Regions from separate parts of the Sus scrofa genome. Here region 1 is linked to region 2. Evidence: chromatin contacts called from public HiChIP or PLAC-seq data. All regions are on one chromosome and are shown on one strand. Each heading gives the region's core, a stretch centred on a gene start, on an enhancer-like site or on the middle of the called end of the contact. The rest is flanking DNA. Distances are from core to core; before and after follow the strand shown. Region 1 has its middle 38 kb from the start of FAS. Region 2 overlaps LIPA (lipase A, lysosomal acid type).

What was found. HiChIP or PLAC-seq counts read pairs in DNA pulled down with a chosen protein or histone mark.
Region 1: a contact with region 2 is called in an H3K27ac HiChIP or PLAC-seq map of alveolar macrophages. The contact joins two enhancer-like sites. A contact is called at or near these places in 1 of 5 promoter capture datasets (liver), 12 of 47 Hi-C or Micro-C datasets (alveolar macrophages, embryonic fibroblasts, epiblast stem cells and 8 more) and 2 of 2 datasets of contacts at active chromatin or transcription factors (alveolar macrophages and skeletal muscle).

Annotation. Positions count from the first base shown.
Region 1 is chr14:100,961,972-100,968,941 of Sscrofa11.1, forward strand. No RefSeq gene overlaps it. Among named protein-coding and RNA genes, the nearest start is that of FAS, 38 kb to the left of the region's middle. Within about 2 kb of position 3,475, at least 5 of the 83 cell types and tissues checked have an H3K27ac peak or open chromatin away from gene starts, as enhancers often do. A contact at or near this core is called in alveolar macrophages, where this site is marked.
Region 2 is chr14:101,151,135-101,158,472 of Sscrofa11.1, forward strand. The region is part of intron 2 of LIPA (lipase A, lysosomal acid type); the gene reads right to left. Among named protein-coding and RNA genes, the nearest start is that of LIPA, 7.3 kb to the right of the region's middle. Within about 2 kb of position 1,452, at least 16 of the 83 cell types and tissues checked have an H3K27ac peak or open chromatin away from gene starts, as enhancers often do. A contact at or near this core is called in alveolar macrophages, where this site is marked.

The DNA of each region.
Region 1 (6,970 bases), core at 2,225-4,724, 190 kb before region 2:
TGGTGTCTGCTCTAGATGAGTAAATTAACTTCAGCTAGGAGGAAAAATATCTCAGATACAAAACCAAAGGCCAGAGGTCAAAGGATTAGTCAACTAGTCCTTCAAATGCATCAGTGGAGAATGAGGACAGCTCAATGTACAATCCATCAAGTCAGTACATCAAGGTGCAAATACATCCAGCACCGTTCATCAAGGTCCAAGAGGATATGATCCCTTGTTCCTTAAAGAGGCTATGCTTTGCTTCCAGCTGGCCACAAGGTGGCAGTGTTTCTCCTCTGACTGCCCTGCTTGCATAAAAGACTGTTATCCCTACAGAAACATATTCCAGTCAGTTCATGTTTTAATTCATTTTTTTTTCCAGTAGAGGCACAGCACAGCATGGAGTAGTAGGTTAAGGGTTCTATCTAGAACCAGGTAAATTCAAGTTCAAATAGTAGCTCTGACACAAATTAATTTATGACCTTGAATTTAACATCTCTGGATTTCCGTTTCCTCACCTGTAAAATGAAAGACACATCTCGCCTGTCCTTTATCTAATTGACAGGAATAAGAAGAATATACACCTGCAAGTGTAATAAATTAGAATGTACTATGACACTGGTTCTTAACTATTAATGTGTGTAAGAATCACTTGAGGAAACATTTAAAATGCGTATTTCCCAAGTCCTGCTCCTGGAGATGTTCGGTAAGTAAGTCTGGGAATGTGTGTATCACCAAGCACCCTTGATAACTGTGATGCTGAAGGCACTTGGGCCACAATTTAGGACACTGCATTATGCAAATACATGCTATGGCAGGAAAGAGACTAAGGCACAGAAGTTATCCTTAACTTCCCTTAAAATGGTACGTATTTTCTCTTTTGAATAAAAAGCTTTACAAAGTCTCTTCTATTCCAAGATTAACTAATAAAAGGCAGAATTTTGTGGGTTTTTTCCATCCTTTTATATTCCCAGCAAGTTCTGGGAAGTATGTCTTGGGTGATCATCGGACTGAGGACAGTCTGCAGAGCATCCCTAAAAGTCACAGATAATTTATGCAGATTATTAGGTGATAGGACTTAGCTCAACAGAGTCGCCTTGAACTTTGCCTTTGAACTCCCATGGGCTTCTCTTTGCTTCCAAATAAATGACCCAGTGCCCTCTGGTAATGGCTGACTCATGGGCTTCATTAAGCAGATGAGACAGTTATGCAAGAAGCTTAGCAATGAAATTCCACAGATCTCCTGGAGATTTCTCACACCATGGCTGTCACCAGACTACCAGGATTTTTTGACTAGTACTGGCAGGATTTTCAGTTTCTAAGCAAAAGACTTGGCCCTCTGCTCCTCAGAGGATGCTCTTCCACTGAGCTGTTGCCCTGGCAGAGAGGGTCTGATTGACAAAGTGAGCAGAGAAGGAGAGATACGCCTTCTGGCCTCTGGGGTACCTGGCCAGCCTGGAATAGCCTGGATGTGACAATCCCTGCACCTGGATGTGGGCATTTCTACTCTCATCTTAGGCAACAGGAGACAGGGCTGTTAGCAAACTTTTCAGAAACGGCTGTAGCAATTTGCTTCGCTTGAACTGTGTTCAGACTTCGCACTGCTAGAGAAAGGAAGGTACTTAAATGGAACTACAGACTTTTTACTCTTCCAGCAAACTCTTATTGAACACTTCCTCTTTATGAGTCAGGTGCCATTTTAGGCCCTTCACTAAGAAGTTAATAAAATAGCCAAAGGCTCTACTCTTGGTAGAAGTGAGATTCTAACAGTAGGAGATGCACAATAAATAATCAATGGATTTGATTGCACGTGGGAGGGTCTGCAAAGCTCATTTGTTGAATTGGTAGAACCCGGAAGCAGGAAACAAGGGTGGTCTCTATGCAGCAGTTTCCACACCCACTCCTGCCAAGGCCTTCTTGTGCAGAGCACACTCTGCCCTTAGACATTTTTTTCACTCCCACTTTTCTAGGAATTGACCTATGCCTCACACCTTACTCATCTTTTCACTGAGAAAGGACTTTCTCAAGAACATAGAATTTGGAAAGTCCCCTTCTTCACCCCTCCCTTTTTGTTTTCAATCAAGATGAAGTTCACATAACATTACCCACTTGAAAGTGTTCAGTTCGGTGGCATTTAGTACATTCACAACATTGTGCAACCACCACCTCTATCTAATTCCAAAACATTTTCATTGCTCCCGCAGAAAACCCTCATCCATTAAGAGGTCACTTCTCCCTGTCTTCTCCCTCCAGCCCCTGGAAACCACCAATCTGCTTTGTGTCTCTAAGGGTTTAACTCTTCTGGACATTCCCTATAAACCGAATCACGTAATATGTGGTCCCGTACATCTGGCTTCTTTCATGAAGCTGTATATCTTAGTACTAAAACATGCAAGTGAAGCTGCAGATTTTAATTCCGCACAGCCAGAAAAGGAAATGTAATGCCAGCTAATTCTTATCTGAGAGCAGCAATCAAAGACTTCTCTTTTTCTTTTTCTTTTTTTCTTTTGCTTTTTAGGGCTGCACCCGTGGCATGTGGAAGTTCCCAGGCTAGGGGTCGAATTGGAGCTGCAGCTGGAGTCCTACACCACAGCCACAGCAATGCCAGATCCAAGCCGTGTCTGCAGTCTACACTGCAGCTCATGGAAATGCCAGATCCTTAACCCACTGAGCGGGGCCAGGCGTTGAACCCGCATCCTCATGGGTACTAGTCAGATTCATTACTGCTGAGCCACAGCGGGAACTCCCCAAAGATTTTTCTGATTTTTTTCAGCTTCAGAAGGCGATATATGCAGTGCTTGTCAGACTCCTATTTCCTAGGGCAAGTTTGCTTTGAATAAAGAGCCAGAATACCAATGACAACGGTAATAGTTCTGATAGATCATCTCATAGCCTTACCTCAGTTTCTGCCTTTACTGTCAAGAAGAGCAAGTGTTTCGATAGGGACGGTTACTGAGATGATTTCCTGCAGACAGTGAGGTCAGAGGGTCTCAGATGTGGAGAAGTTTAAGGTAACTTTACTCTTCCATTTAGGAGTAATAACACTGGCCCATGCAAAAACCCTTTTAGATTTTATTTTCATCAATGCATTTTTCTCCCAGACTTTGAGGTAGGTATTATTACACCCATTTTAAGGATGAAGAAACCAAGGCTCCAAGAAGATGAAGCTTTGCACAAATTCATGTATCTTTCGCTGACAACTTAGACTGATTTTTTTGCCCTCTCAAGAGAGTGCTGAAACAGTAAACAGTGTCGCTTGCAAGGAACTCTTAGTCATCCCCTCACCAGAAGCCCAATGAATTTTCACTGACAACCGGCCTGGGTTTGACATAAGTTTTGGAGTTAGGTGAGGGGGAGCCTACCCCCACCTAGAGAAGTCTCTCAGTTGACACTCAGGAAAGATAACCAGATCAGGCTCAGTTCAGCCATGTGCCTCCTATGCCTCTCCTCACTTTTCACAAACTGTGTGTGTGTGTGTGTGTGTGTGTGTGTGTGTGTGTGTGTGTGACTTCTCTATTTTGTTTCAGGTTTACAGAGTGCCATGGTTTGTAATGAGAGCTCTAGTGGCATTCTTTGCTTCCACGTGATTCTTTCTTGATTGCACTTGACAAAATGATTGAGATGGCAGCTAAGGGGATTTAGGAGAACAAATACACACAGACCTTTCCTGTTACATTGCGTAATATTATAGTTTATTAAGGAATATGTACTGAATATTTTTCCAACTGTAATACACTCAGTTGAATGCTAGGGATAGAGCAATGAGTGAGGATAGGCACTGTTCTTACTTCATTCAATTTATCTCCTTCATTGAGTTTATCTCGTGGTGGACATATGTAGTGGGAAACACCTGTCATAGTTAACAAAATGAATTCTTTTCTAATAAGGGCTAGCAAGAAAAAGTACAGGTGTTATGAATTGGTTATAACAGGGAAACCTAATCTAGACTGAGATGGGGGTAGAAGATCAGGGAACGGCTTCTCAATGGAATGATATCAAATTGTGCTTCTTTCCATATCTGTCAATAGACAGAGGTAGAGATATGAACAGATATTCATGAAAAATTTTAAATTATTATCTCCAGGTAGTGAGCACTGGAGTTATTTAGGATTATTCTTTTTCATATACATATTATATATGTATGTGTATATACATATATATTTTATGTACATATGTGTATGTGTATATATATATATATATATATATATATATATGAAACAAGTATTTTTAAGGCATTTCCTATTCAGATAAAGTACTTAACACATTTGTTGAAAGTTAGATTTAAGCACAATCAAGTCTACAACTGGACTACGTTTTACCCATTTTTTTGTCTTTGTAACTTTTACTAAATAAGGAGCCTTTTGATATTCATGGAGGAACTTAAGAAATCTCAGATGTTTTATTTTTCCAAGAACTGGATTGCAAAATAGTCATTACAATTTCAAATACTGACAGTGTCTGCTGGACCCTAATTGAAGCCATCACATGAGACGAATTTTCCTGAAACACCAGGCAGCTAACGTCCTTTATGATGCCCTCGCTCAAGTCAGAGCACCTTTGCTGTTTGGTATATGAAGGAAGCTATTGGGCAGTTTCCCATACTTGGGAGCTTACTGTCTTGTGGGAAAGACAAGCCAAGGACATAAAAACACATATTGAGTGCACATGAGCTGGAGTCTCTCATTCCTGTGAATAACCCAGGATGTCAGGCAGGACATTTTGACCACAATCATTTAACCTCTGTGGCAATGATTGCACATGAATCACCTAAGGGGGTAAATTTAAATCATGTAGGATGGTTCTCATGCACAGACTCCAATGAAGAGGAAGCAGTGCTGACATCTAAATTCCTAACATAGTTCTCCGTTAATGAATTCCGGTGAAGAGCCCCTGAGAGGTACTGACTGAGAGGTCCTGGAAATGGGCTTCCAGGAGACTTGAATCTTCTAAAATTATCTATTAAATTGAGCTTGCATGTAAATTTATCTAGGAATCAGCCCTTTCTGTTCATCAGTTTCTCTATCATCCATGTAGTAAATGAGAGACAAATCACCTCCTTGAAAATGGGTGCAAGCGTATTGCCATGCATTTCTCAGGCGCCAGGTGCTCGTCTAGCACTTCATGGACATTGCTCACTTCAACAAAAACCTCTGAACCACGTGTTTACGGAAGACGAGTTAATAGTCCCTCCATCTCCTTAACACCCTGTACAATTCTGCCAGTTACAGTATACAGTTCAGAGTTCCCCTTGTGGCTCAGTGGGTTAAGAACCCAACTAGTATCTCTGAGGATGTGTGTTTGATCCCTGGCCTCACTCTGGCTCACTGGGTTAAGGATCCAGTGTTGCACAAGCTGCGGCATGGGTCACAGATGTGACTTGGATCTGGTGTTGCCTTCGCTGTGGCAGATGTCGCAGCTGCAGCTCCAATTCAATCCCTGGCCCAGGAACTTCCATATGCCTCAGGTGCGGCCCTGAAAAGGGGGGAAAAGGTGTATAGTTCAAAGGTTTGTAGTATATTCATGGAATTGTGCAGCCATCACCATAATCTAACTTTAGAACATTTTCATCACCTCTTGCAAAACACCCATACTCATCAACATTAACAATGAATTTTCTCACTTTCAGCTCTAGGTAACCACTTACCTACTTTCTTACTTATATACTTATATATAATTTACTTATATATTCTAGATATAGTGGAATCGTGCAATATGTTGCTTTTTTTGACTGGCTTTTTTTCACTGAGCAAATATTTCCAAGGTACATCCATGTTACATTATGTGTCAGTACTTCATTCCCTTTTATGGATGAATAATATTCCATGGTATAGATATATCACATTTTATTTATCTGTTGGCAGACATGCGGGTTGTTTACACTTCTTAGCTATTATGAATAATGCTGTTATGCACATTCGTGTACTAGCTTTTAATGAACTGTCAAACTTTTCTATAAACTGCTTGTACCACTTTGCATTTCCAGCAGCAATGACTGGGTTCCAGTTCCTTCACATTCTCCGTAACCCTTGTTACTGTCTTTTTGATTATAGTCATCTCATGGGGATGTGAAGTGATATCTCATTGTGGTTTTTTATTTGCAACTCCCTAATGACTAATGATGTTGACTAATGAACCTATTATATATCTTCTATGGCGATATACCTATTCATATCCATTACCCATCTTTTGGCTTATTTGTCTTTTTATTATTGAATTATTAGTGTTCATGTATTCTGGATACAAGGCACTTATCAGAGATATGATTTGCGCTGTTTCTTCTGTTCTGTGGTTCATTGTTTCACTTCCTTTTCTTTTCTTTATTTTTTCCATTTTATGGCCACACTTGTGGCATATAGAAGTTCCCAGTCCAGGGATTAAATCCGAGCCACAGCTGTGGCAACACTGGATCCTTTAATCCAGTGCACTGGACCAGGGATTGAACCTGTGCCTCCACAGTGACATGAACTACTGCAATCAGATTCTTAATCCATTGTGCCACAGCAGGGACTCCTCATTTTCTTTATTGCATCATTTGTGGTCCTAAAGTTTTTAATTTTTATATAGTCCACTTAATCTATTTTCCTCTCTCATCACTTGTGCTTTTGCTATTATATCTAAGAACCCATTGTTTAACACAAGGTCACAAACATTTATTTCTATGTTTCAGTCTAAGAATTGCATAGTTTTACATCTTTAGGTTTATATCTATTTTGAGTTAATTTTATAATGTGGTATGAGAAAGGAGTCCAACCTGATTTACTGGGATATGGCTATCCAATTGTCCCAGGAAGACACTATTTTTCCCCCATTGAGCTGCCTTGGCACCTTTGTCAAAAGTCAATTGCTGATAAATGTAAGAGTTTATATATGAACATTTAATTCTATCCCATCAATCTATATATATCTATCCTTATGCCAATACCACATTGTCTTGATTACAGTATGTTTTGAAACAGGAAAATGTGTGTGTTTTAGCTTTATTCCTCTTTTT
Region 2 (7,338 bases), core at 202-2,701:
AGGAACCATGAGGTTGCGGGTTCGGTCCCTGCACTTGCTCAGTGGGTTAACGATCTGGCGTTGCCGTGAGCTGTGGTGTAGGTTGCAGACGTGGCTCAGATCCTGAGTTGCTGTGGCTCTGGTGTAGGCCGGTGGCTCCGATTAGACCCCTAGCCTGGGAACCTCCATATGCCGCGGAAGCGGCCCAAAGAAATAGCAAAAAGACAAAAAAAAAAAAAAAAAAAATTCTGGCCCTAGTCCTGATTTAAGGAGCCGGGAACTCCAGGGACAGAGCCTGGAAATCATTTTTGAGACGTTCCCTTGCCTCTTGCGATAGAGCCCATCTATAGCCATGTTCAAGGTGGATCCATCGAAAGGTGAGTGTGTCCAGTCCTCTGCAGTGCTGGGCGGGCCCATCGAATGTGGAGATCCTGGGTCTGCATCCAACAGACCCCTGGAGGCAGTTCTAGGGCCCCCTACTCAAGAATTATTGAGTATAGACTTTCATTTATCCAAAGCAGGGGGCGATTGAGTGAATTTTTGTAGTCTATGTCTAGTTTGAAGAATTGGTCTCAAAAACCAGCCCCAAACACCATAAACAAGTCACATTAGTGGGAAGCCTCAGCCACCTTACATGCACATGAAGAAGAAATAAGGAGAGGCTTATCTCCTAAGTATTTATCCCCAGAAACTTAAGCAATGGAAGCTGGTACACTTGAGGTTATCAAAATCAAGCACTTTCCACACTTTACAAGCCTTATTTCATCTAACTTTTACAACCACCTATGAAGTGGCAAGTATTATTCTTCTCATTTAGTAGATGAAGAAATTAAAACTTAGTGAGCTCAAGTACACTGTCGAGGTCATGCAGCTAGTTAAAGTAGCAGAGCCAGGACTTAAACCCAAGGCCAATGCTGTGAGCGTGCTCCCATTTAACCACTGGGTGTCCAGCCTCAAAGTGCTCTTGAACAAGGAACATGCAGAGCTTTGGCCAACCCAATCCCCAGGAGGTCCCGGGACTATAGGAGCGGGTAGACTGAAGCCTTGGGCAGGAAGAAAGCTCAAGGCCCACTGCGGAAAACCAAGGTTACAGACCTCACCACCAGCATAATAACTTATTATTTACTGTCTTAACTGCTATGAAGTAAATGCATAGAGAGCTATGAGAATATGCACCCAGGAGCCTGTCTGAGTGTGGGCAGCTGGGGAAATCCTCCCTGAAGCAACCTTGAGGCTGAGGACAGAGACCAGGGAAGAGCCCTCAAGCAGGAGGAGAAGGAGCCCTGGAGGAAGGAGGGGTGCTGAGCAGAGTGCTCTCTTCCTTTCCACTCTGACGCTTTGCTCCAGCCCTCACCTGCAGTTAGGAGACAAATTGTGCTGTGAAGCGGACACTGCCTTGTGGTACTCATTAGGCAGAGGGTCTGAACACAGCTCCCTACCCAGAGTGCCATCAAGGTCCAAGCAAGCCCGGCACTGCTTAATAGCCCATCTGTCCAGGGCCTTCGGGAGGCGAGGAATTATATCCAAGCTGATCAAGGCCTCTGCATTTAGGAAATGGTTTCCCTAGGAACCACATAAAAGGGAAGAGGAGAAAAACCAGAAATTGGTCAGAATCCTAAAATATACAATCAAAAAAAAAATGTTTTTTTAAAACCACAGGCCAGTGACTTTTCCCCCAAAGACCTAGCTCACAAGCCACGTGGTAGATTTTCAAATATGACTCACAAAAAGTTCATTGGGCAACCCCTGATGATTCTTTCCTAAGGCAAAGTTCAAATAGCCTGTTTCTGCAAGAAGGCAATTACTTAACAGCCTAAAATGCACTTTACTTATTGGACCATCAAACACACAATGCTCTTCAGACATAAGTATTCCAATACCGGTGCTTCATTTGCTAATTGCTTTATTTTACAGTTTATTTCCCGGTTTGGCAAGAAGTAAGTGATCATTGGTACTTTATGTATTTTAGGCAAGGCCTTTATTTATTTCCCTATTTTAGACAAATAAATAAATATTCTTACTATCACAGAATTAATAGCTTGCTCAATACTTATTACGTAAGATCGAATACTCCAGTGCAAAGAACAGTGAATCTGATGGCAGACTGACTGGGCCACTATCCTTTGACCTCAAGTAAATCCCTTTCCCTCTTTGAGTCTCACTGTCTGGTCCAGTAAAATGAGAGTGTTGTTCTAGAACATGGGTTCCCAAACCCAGGGATTTTACCTTGGAATACACTGGGGAGTTATGCTAAAAATGCAAGCTCTCCAGGAGTTCCCATTGTGGTAACAAACCAGATAAGCATCCATGAGGATGTGGGTTCGATCCCTGGCCTCGCTCAGTGGGTTGAAGACCCAGTGTTGCCATGAACTGTGGAACAGGTCAAAGAAGTGGCTCAGATCCCGAGTTGCTGTGGGTGTGGTGTAAGCCAGCAGCTGCAGCTCTGATTCGGCCCCAAGCCTAGGAATTTCCATATGCTGTAGGTGCAGCCCTAAAAAGAAAAAAAAAAAAAAGAAAGAAAAGAAAAAAGCAAACTCTCTAAATCCCTGGCCCTGGCAGGACTCAGATGCTTCTAGTGCTACCACCCCATGACTTTCTGAAATCAGGCTGAGCAGATGAAAAACATAACCACTTCCCTAAGCAACAGATTCTGAACTTCAATTCTCTTGTGGAGTTAGTGCAAATGAGGGGTAGCTCAACACTCGATAGATAAGTTTGTTAACATTTAGAAACATATATCTACTCCATACGTTGCCAAGAGTTTTCTAAATACACATTTCAAGCTGCCTAATTAGTAGAGGTCTGACCAGACAGGCAAATGATTATCTATATCAGGGGATTCTTTACTGGGTCCATAAGCTCTCGGCAGCTGAATATAAAATATTTGTGTGCCCAGGTGCCCTCCCTCCCTCCCTTCCTTCCTCCCTTCCTTTCTTCCTCCCTCCCTTCCTCCCCTCCTCTCTCCTTCCCAACCCCCTCCCTCTCTCTCTTTTTTTCTTACCAGAGAGAGGATCCATTGCCTTCATCCACTTTAGAATCCCAATTTTGAAGACTGCCCCATATAACTCTTACTTAGGCCAGCCACTCAGAAGGCATGTTGCTGCTGGTTGCTGTGAGAAATACAAAGCAGGCAAAGATGCAGCTTCTGCCATCAGAGTGGCTGCAGAGAGGGAGGGTGGGGAGAGAGGAGTACACAAAGTCAACCCCAACGCAGAGTAAGAAAAGCACCTCGAGGCGACGAGGCATTTGGGAGTTCTGAGGAAGTGCATCTCCTTCCTGCACAAGCGAACGGGGAAGTTGGCAGTTAAGCTGGAAGGATGGAAAGGATTGTTTTTAGAATGTATAGCAATGAAGATGGTGGCCAGAGGAGTTCCCGCTGTGGTGCAGTGGTTAACGAATCCGACTAGGAACCATGAGGTTGTGGGTTCGGTCCCTGCCCTTGCTCAGTGGGTTAAGGACCCAGCGTTGCTGTGAGCTGTGGTGTAGGTCACAGATGCGGCTCGGATCCTGTGTTGCTGTGGCTCTGGCGTAGGTGGGTGGCTACAGCTCCGATTCCACCCCTAGCCTGAGAACCTCCATATGCCACAGGAGCCGCCCCAGAAAAGCCCCCCAAAAAAAGACGGTGGCCAGAGTGAGCACCATTCCAGAGGGGCATGTGACCAGCTGAGGCCCAGGGAGAATTTAACAAAAGGGAAATAACTCACTTGGATTTGAGTATGTCAAAGAGTAGTTCTTTGATATGTATTAACATAACAGATACAACATCAGTTATACCACTCCTGATTTGGCTATGGCACCAATTTAAACCTGGACAGTTGGGAAATAATAAATGTTTCTTAAATGGTGGGTACGGGTAGCTGGCAACCATGGTTCTCAAGCACTCCTCATGCTTGTGAAAGGGATATGAGGAGAATACGGTATTCTATCCAATTCTACAAAAGATACCACAGACCTCACGGCTTCTAACTGTAATCACTAGTTTGGGGAATCATGAAGTTCTCTGCACATATCCATGGTGAACTTCGAAGGTCCACTGCTGTATAAAGTGAGGGTAAACAGGACAGACAACAGCTAGAACAAAACAGCGAGGAAGAGTGTTATCTTCATTGATTAGGCTCATGAAGACCACTGAGTGGCAATATCATAGAATTACACCTGGGCTCTAAGAAGCTTAATCCTGCAAAACTTCATGAGCCGGACAAGAAGAGGGAGGCTGGCAGAAAGGAAAGCAATTGGCATGGGTGGAGGAGCCATGTGGCCTAGCCTTGCCATCATTAAAAAACCTCCAGTGACACTCAAGCGAGGCTCTACGTACAATCAGAGGAGACCCCTGTGACAGGACAAAAGGATGCTTAGCACGCAGCTTTAAACTAGAGTTCCACAAGGAATGTGGTGCCGATAAAGAAATAATAGAGATGGCAGAATAGCAGGTCCCCAGCCTAGTTCCCTCACAGAAACTCCAATGTAGCAACTATTCAGAGACAAGAATGCCTTTGTTAGCATCTCTGAACCCAGGGGTGAGGTTGCAGCACCACAGTAGAACACAAAACTGAGAAAAATGACACTAAAAAGGGCAAGAGGAATAGTTTCTTCTCATCCTTGATAAATGAATAAAGTTTTAATGTATCTTGCAGTGACTTATAAATAGTACAGATATCTGGCATTATCTTCTTATGCAAATTTTACAAGCATTAATTTCTTAAAAGATAAGCAGACTGAACTTTCTTATTCCTGTTTTGAAAATCCTTTCTCTCAGCTTCTGAGTTTATTTCAGATGACCAGGTAAATGGTCACCAGAGCATAAAGTAGGGTGGTGGCCTGGCAAAGGGAAGAAAGGGCTGAACTGAAGTCATAGACCATGGGGATACTAGAGAGGACCTGACAGCTCCTTGAGGTTGGGAGTCAAGAGAGACTGCGCAGATCTGGTCCAGGTCATTAGGAGGAGGAGGGTGTCATTAATAGAGGAGGAAGTCAGGAGGGGAAGTGGCAAGGATGAGCTGGGTTCCACGTTGGGTGTGAAGGATTGTGTGTACTCTTTTCGTTTGTCTGGCTTCAATAAGCCAAAGTAGCACCACTGACAACACTGCTCCTGAACAGGAATGAAGGACAGTGCAGAGACAGCCTCAGCTCCAGGCTCTGCCTTGGACCACGGAAATGCAAACCATCAGAGAAACACCTCTGCAGTTTTCACAAATTCCTTTAGATAAGAGTTATTTGCCACAGATTTCCTCTAAAACTGGCCTCACTCACAGCAGGTGGTACATACATATCCTTGATTCTCTACAGGAGGCCTCTGCAAAACAGAGGAAGAAGATGGGGACTTAATGCTATTAAGCAATTAAAGGGGAACTCTGAGATCATCCCAGCCAATTGACTGTTTTTATAGATGAAGGATCCAAGGCCTGCAGAGGTGAAAGCACAGAAGTACTTATGGGGCAGATGCATTGAGGTCTCCTGACTTCCTTCTACCACCTGAGGGCAAATCAAGAAGGCTGCTCACTTTCCAGGCCACAGCACCTTCACCTGCAATGGTCAAGATACACAACGGAGGACATGTGGCACTACTGGCTTTAACTGCTGTAGGAGCCAGAAGCCTGGAGGTGGATATGGAAAAAGAAGAAGAGGCACATTCTCTAAGCATGTTCTTACCAAGGGCCCCTGCATCTTTTAACAATGGCTCACATAATTAATTATAATAGTCAACTAACCACTTTTAAGATAAGCACTATTAATAATTTTTTTTTTATATGGGATCTGAAGTCAGCACACAGTTCCTTTTTTTAAAAAAGGAATTGGGAGTTCCCATCGTGGCACAGTGGTTAACGAATCCGACTAGGAACCATGAGGTTGCGGGTTCGGTCCCTGCTCTTGCTCAGTGGGTTAAGGATCTGGCATTGCTGTGAGCTGTGGTGTAGGTCGCAGATGCGGCTCGGATCACGAGTTGCTGTGGCTCTGGCGTAGGCCGGTGGCTACAGCTCTGATTCAACCCCTAGCCTGGGAACCTCCATATGCCGCAGAAGTGGCCCAAAGAAATAGCAAAAAGACAAAAACAAAAAACAAAAAAAAAGGAATTGAAATCAAGATCATATGTTCACTTCGAAATAAAATGTTTTGTGTGTCTTGAGCAGAATTAAAAATAGAAGTCCTCACTGTAATTCACTACTCACTTTGTATCATAAAACTCTCAAGAGTTAGAAAGTAAATTTCACAAAGAGCACTGGCTGTCTGGACCACTTAAGCCTTACCAAAAGCCCCATTATAGCTAGAATTTAGGAGAAAAACAGAGATAAATCAGATTATATTAAAAGAGAAACAGGTAATGATACAAAGCCCACATTAACACAGAGGGCTTTTAAGTTTGCTTTGAATAATCTGTGAAGGAATCAAGGCAAAGAAGGCCCTTCTAGTCACATAAAAATTTAACTGAAGAAGAGACAGTTATCCAACTAGCATAATCTCACCTAAGTTTCCCAAATAAAGTTTCTAAAAACAGAAAACATTAAAAAATATATAGGATGTTCCTTTGTGACACAGCAGGTCAAGGATCAGATGTTGCCACAGTTTGTGCTGCAGGTCACAACTGCGACATGGGTTCAGTCCCTGACCTGGGAACTTCTAGGTGCTGCAGGTACAGCCAAAAAATAAAATAAGCTATATCTGGAGAGATGACTGGACTAAAGATCAGATCCTTATTCCGATATCTGTTTAACAATTTCCAGTAGGCTATCTAGAAATGTCTCAATCTGCATAGGAAACCAAAGTTTTGCTCAAATTATGAAAAAGAGAAAAATATGTATACTTTTTAAGCCGAAGCTATCTTTCATATATTCCTAATGAGAGTTATTGCCAGAACAAGCAATTTTAAAATAATCAAAATCACATAAATAGACTTGTACACATACTGTTAATATTTGTTAACAGAAGACCAAAAAGAGTCCAAATGTCCATTAATAGGACACTTGTTAAATAAATCATGACACAGTTCCACAGTGGAATACCACGTAGCACTAGAGATGAATGATGAAGTACTCTCCATATTGTATGGAAAAATCTACAAAATATTAAGTAAAAAATTCAAGGAGCAAATGAATGTGCATTATATGCCACATTTTAGATTAAAAAGGGAAGCAGGGAAAAATAATCATCTATGTTTGTATTTGTTTCTGAAGAGATTTTTTTAAGAGATAAATTCAAAATAAAGAGATTTTGGAAGGACACATAAAAAACTGGGAGCTGAGAATGAGATGGGAGGGAGGTATTTCACTGCCATCTTTTAATCCTCTTTGATTTTTGAACTCTGTGAATATACACATTACCTATTCGAAAAAATTAAGTCATTTTCAAATAGAAAAAGCTATC